Linked DNA regions of Sus scrofa: region 1 is linked to region 2. The links are chromatin contacts, called in public Hi-C maps. All regions are on one chromosome and are shown on one strand. The core of a region is the stretch at or near the end of the contact, and the rest is flanking DNA. Distances in the headings are between cores, read along the strand shown.

Evidence for each region. Hi-C and Micro-C count contacts between places; a contact is called where the count stands out from the background.
Region 1: a contact with region 2 is called in a Hi-C map of omental adipose tissue, with 2.4 times the contacts expected there. The contact joins two enhancer-like sites. A contact is called at or near these places in 7 of 47 Hi-C or Micro-C datasets (alveolar macrophages, embryonic fibroblasts, fetal heart ventricle and 4 more) and 2 of 2 datasets of contacts at active chromatin or transcription factors (alveolar macrophages and skeletal muscle).

What each region holds. Positions count from the first base shown.
Region 1 is chr7:92,211,790-92,214,489 of Sscrofa11.1, forward strand. The region is part of intron 11 of RAD51B (DNA repair protein RAD51 homolog 2); the gene reads left to right. Among named protein-coding and RNA genes, the nearest start is that of ZFP36L1, 280 kb to the right of the region's middle. Within about 2 kb of position 1,377, at least 12 of the 83 cell types and tissues checked have an H3K27ac peak or open chromatin away from gene starts, as enhancers often do. A contact at or near this core is called in omental adipose tissue, where this site is marked.
Region 2 is chr7:91,961,807-91,964,506 of Sscrofa11.1, forward strand. The region is part of intron 8 of RAD51B (DNA repair protein RAD51 homolog 2); the gene reads left to right. It overlaps LOC110261690 (a long non-coding RNA gene), which reads left to right. Exons shown (of 2, transcript XR_002346148.1): 2 at 1-918. Among named protein-coding and RNA genes, the nearest start is that of RAD51B, 370 kb to the left of the region's middle. Within about 2 kb of position 1,430, at least 6 of the 83 cell types and tissues checked have an H3K27ac peak or open chromatin away from gene starts, as enhancers often do. A contact at or near this core is called in omental adipose tissue, where this site is marked.

The DNA of each region.
Region 1 (2,700 bases), core at 127-2,626, 250 kb after region 2:
ACTTGATCCTTGGCTTTCTATCACAACCCCCCCCCCCGCCCCCGCTTCCAAGGTGGTGGGGAATCCTACTGGCTCTACTTTCAAAACCTATCCGGAGGAGTTACCATCATGGCTCAGTGGAAACGAACCCAACTAGTGTCTGGGAGGATGCGGGTTTGATCCCTGGCCTCACTCAGTGGGTTAAGGATCTGGGGTTGGCATGAACTGTGGTGTAGGTCACAGATGCAGCTCGGATCCCCCGTGGCTGTGGCCAGCAGCTGTAGCTCCAATTCAACCCCTAGCCTGGGAACTTCCATATGCCGCAGGTGCAGCCCTAAAAAGACAAAACAAACAACCTATCCAGAGTTCAACCAATTCTCACCATCCCTTCTGCCAGCATCCTGGTCCAAGGCAGCACCATCTCTTCCCTGGTCAACAGTGATAACTTCCTGTCTCCCTCATTCTACTTCCCACTAACTGGTCCCCCTGCTTCTACTTGCCCTACAGTATATTCTCAACATGCTCTGGCTCAAACCCCTAAATCACTCCCATCTCATCTAGAGTAAAAAGCCAAAGTCCTTCCAGTGGCCCTCCAGGCCCTGAAGGATCCGGCCCTTGTTAGCGGCAACTTTCCCACCCCCTCCTCTCCCCCTTGGTTATTCCTCCAGCCACACTGGCCTCCTTGCTTTCTTCAAAAACACCAGCTACGCATCCGCATTGGAGCCTTTGCTGCAGCTGTTCCCTCACCTCTTCAAGTCTTCCCTAAAATGTCACTTTCTCACCAAGGCGCCTCCTGATCGCCTAGCTCATCTCAAGCTCTCCCCGTACCCCTTGCATTCCCACTTCCTGTGACCTGACTCTGCCTTTCCCCCCTTAAGTCATCACTTTCTAACATGCCACAGTTGCCCCTCTGTGCCCACAGGAGTTGTTTCCAGGAACCCCTGTGGATCCCCAAATCCATATATCGGCAGGTGGCACTCCTGCAGAGGGTCGACTGTACCAAATTGTGTATTGGTTGTGATTATTATTTTTATCACTTCTCACTTCTGGAACTGTAATCTCCTCAAGGGCAGGGACCCTGGCCTGTTTCATTCACTGCTCTCTCCAGTGCCTCCAGGCACTTGGCTCGGAACTGCTCTTCTTCTACCATCAGTGACCCAAGTTTGCCTGCCAGTGACCCCCTCTTGAAGACCTGCACTATTCAGGGAGCCTGGTCTGAGAAGGGCGAGAGCTGATGCGAGCCCCAAGCATCACCAGGCAAAACATCCAACAGGCTAAGGCTGCAGGGAGGGTTAAACTCATAAGGGGGCACCTGCTACGTTCAATTGCAGAAGAAACAGAGCTAGAAGGAACTGCCCCTAAGCTCATGGAGGGTGAGGAAGAAGTTGCTTGAGCGATGGTATGACTATAAAGCAACGAGAAGAGGAAGGAGGAGGAGGAGAAAAAGGAGGAAGAGGAAGAGAAGGGGGAGGGGGAGGAGGAGGAAGAAGAGGGAGAGGAGGGAGGGAGAAGATGAGAAGGAGGAAGAAGAGGCAGAGCGGGAGAAGGAGGAAGGGGAGGGGGAGGAGGAGGAAAAGCAGCAGCAAAGAGGAGAAGGAGGAGCGCGGGGGAGGAGGAGATTTTCAATCTGATGAAGACCCCAAAGCCTTTGTTTATGTGGTTGTATCCGTTGGTAGATCCTGGGGTAGCCAGCCTCCAGAATAGCCCCCATGGATCCTTATCTCCCAGCATGTATGCCCATTGTGTCCTGAATCAGGGCTGGTCTACGTGCCAACAGAAAATGGCACAAGTAAGGATGTGTGAATTCAGAGGCTGGGCCATGAAAGGGACTACGGGCTTCTACTTGGTCTCTTCTATTGTTTCCTCTGGAGGAAACGAATCACCATATTCTGAGTACCCTGGGCGAGACTATGTGAAGAGGAGCGAAGGCCCTTCTCAAGAGCCAGCCACAAGTCGCAAGGCTTGTGAGTGAGCAACCTTGAAAGCAGGTCCTCCAGCCCTCGTCAAGCCTCATGGCCCAAATCTCTCAAGAGACCCTGAGCCAGAAAAGCCCAGCCAAGCCACTCCTGGATTCCTAAATCCGCAGCAACTCTGAGGGGTGACAAGGGATCGCTGTTGCTTTAACCCACAAGGCTTTGGGATATTTTGCTCTGCGGTGATAGATATTTAAATCATCTACCAGGGCAAAAATTAAAACAGAAGAGAGGTCTCTTGTGACACAGTGGGTTAAGGATCGGGCGTTGTCATTGCAAGGGCCCAGGTTGCTGCTATTCAATCCCTCGCCTGCGAACTTCCACATGTTGTAGGCACAGCCAAAAAAAAAAAAAGAAAAAAATCCCAGAAAAATATTTAATATTTCTTTCTTAATCCATTTAACATATGTTTATATGAATCAATTCACATGAATTCATAAAAACTGATAAGTTGATAGATTTGTTCAAAAATTTGAAATAACACAATCTTCCTGTAAAAATAATTGTTTCCCACAATAAAATAGGACAAAACTTAATGAGAAGAATGACAGTGTTTTACATTTTTGCAAATCTCTTTAATGTCTGACTTAATAGAAAACAGCTGGATTCTCATATCTGCTTCTGCGTTCAATCAGCTGTGATAATATTGTTTGGGTTGAAGTTTATAAAGGAAACCCAGCCTCGCATAGATATGTAGCTGGAAAAGGGAGGAATATTTTTAATAGCCTTTTCAGATAATTGTGGATAG
Region 2 (2,700 bases), core at 180-2,679:
ATGCCGCAGGACACCCTAAGCTAAAGGAAGCTGCGGCAACCCAGTTTTGTCCTTTCACTCTGTGAAGAAGATGAGCTTGGGGGCTATCCCCAACATTTCTTTGGATTTTTGCTAACAAAGGAAAGAATAGTATTAAAACAAAGCAATGCATATCTAAGCCTGGTGATGATACTGCACATATACTCTGTCTTAAAGAACGCCCATAAAAACCAAATCTGAATGGATAAAGCTGATCAAACAGACAGGTTTCATTTTAATTATAAAAGCATTCTTTACAACTGGAGCTACAGTTGAGTTTCATTACACAGCAAGCTCCTGATGTGAACTGTAAAGGATCTCCTTTACAAAAATGAAACAAGAAAGATTGTACACCTTGGCTTTTTAGGAGCCCACTTGTTGCATGAAACAAAGAACAACTGGACTGTCGTTAACCCATGTACTTTCACCACACCCTCCTCTACTTTCCAACTGGGATCTCAGGGTGCTTTTTCAGCTGGCCCCTCGGGGTGATTGCAATATCCTGATTTTTCAGAGCAGGCACTGGTGACATGAAGGTCTCTTGTTGAAGTGACCCAGGTAAGTCACAGTCACCAGGGTAAGCCAGCAGGTTGGGGATATGAGAATTTTGTTTATTTCTTCACCTGCCAGAGCTGCCATTCTTTCATAAAGCATAAACGCTGTGCCTTTTGAGAATACCTGCAACAATACCTGTAAGTCAGACCGACGATATCAATCACAGGCCACCACCCTAGGGATGCTTTGAAGCTACAAGAGGGTTGGGAGACCTTCTTGTTTGTTAAGCATGAAATGTCATAAAAATTCCAAAGCAGGACTCAAATTTCCAGGGGGAAGGGACCTCTTTATTGTTTCCTCTAATAGCTGCTTTGGTGCTTTAGTGAATAAATGTGTTGCTCAAAAGAACCCTAGATGCAGTCTGGAACGATAGACCGGTTTTGCTCCCACTTGTGTATTGAGCATCCATTCTGAGTTATTTATTTATGATAGTTTTGTGGTTTTTGTCATTCCTCACCACCCCCTCCCCCCTGTGCCCCGCCACCATTTGTCCTGTCTTTATTTTCACACCCTCCAATTAATTGATATCTTCTGCTCTCAGGACTACAGCAAAATGTGTCTGTGCGTGTTTATGTGGATCTTCACTGAGCAGACTGTGCTTTTAAGTTGCTGGAATAGAACAATGGTAAAAATGAGTCATGCCTTGTTTCCATGTTTGTTTCTGAGACAAGAAACTTAATTTTCTCATTATAATGCTCAAGGTAGCTATAGCATTTTTTTAAAAAAGAAATAACCAAAACTTGAGTCAATTCCTTTAATTAGATTTTTTACAAAAATTTATAGAAGTCTCTCGACTTGTATTTCCAAAAGGAAAGAACACAATAGTCGGGATTTTATGACTTTTCCTCCATAGGGAGACAAACCTTACCCAAAAGAGGCCAAGTTTTCTCCCCAGTTCCTGGGAACAGGCCCTTTGGGTGTTGCCCGCAGCTGCTCGTAACCTTAGCATGACCAGCATTCACCGAGGGCCTATGCTTACATTTCAATGATATCTCATAAACCAGAGACCTGAGGGCTGGGGTCCAACAGTAAGAAAATAGGAGAGTAGAGCTGAAGAGTAGGGGACATTCGCAGGAAGCGAGAGAATATTGGCCAGGCAGAATAGCAGAGGTGAGCTGGGACTCAGCCCCAGGGCAGAGGCAGGGCTCTAGCAAAGGGTGACCAGATGTTCCGGCACCTCCACTCTCATGGATACAAACAAGCCCAAGATGTCAGTGTGCCTTGGTTTTCAGCATAAAAAGGCCCACTGATATTCTCGAGTGTCAGTTTATGGAGCTCTTCAGTGCAGCCTATAACTTATATGAATGGGGAAGAAAATGTTTCCACAGGAAAGAGAACCGCTGGACAAAACACGTTTGTCTTTGACCGGTTGTCATGGCCCTGCTGTTCGGAGTCATGGACAAGTCCTTGGTTCTTGTAGGACAGACCCTGAGAAAAAGAAGTGATTCATTTTCTCTCGGTTGCACTTTTCAAAGAGGACTTTTTTTTTTTTTTTTCTTTCTTAAAGACAGATTTTGTTTATGGACCTAACATCCCCGGCAGTGGCCAGTGGGCTCAGAATCTTCGAGAGGTCCTATTGTGCTCCTCCCTCCTAAGTTTGTGCACCTCAAGGAGCTCCGTCCCATTAAAATTCCTTCTTAAAAGCATAAGGTGAAAGAGCCAAGCATGTTTTTTTTTTTTTTTTTAGAGGGGAGTGTAGCTACAGAAGGGGAGAGGACCCCCAGCCTTTTCTCTTTTAAATGCTGCGAAATAGCTTAAAACCCGTTCCAGCTTTTGGAGGAATGTGGAGGAGCTGTCATTTGACTCGACTCTTTAGGAAAACAAAGTAAAGGAACATCATTTTAAGAAGAGACTTTCCCGTGATGGGCTCTAGTCTCTCAAGTGTCCTGTAAGCATCAATCATATCTGTCCCTCCAGATACACAAGCTAATAACCTAAGTTGTCTCCATGTCTGTTGGACCCAACACCTTTGCTCATTGCTCTGCTGAATTTCTTTCAGACATCGGTTCTGTAATTTCCCAGCTCAGCTCTTATAGAAGTGTGAAATACCGTTTTTGATGACGAGAAAGAATAGTATTGTTTACGATGAGATGCTAATACATTTCCGTACAAGTTCTCCGTTTTCTG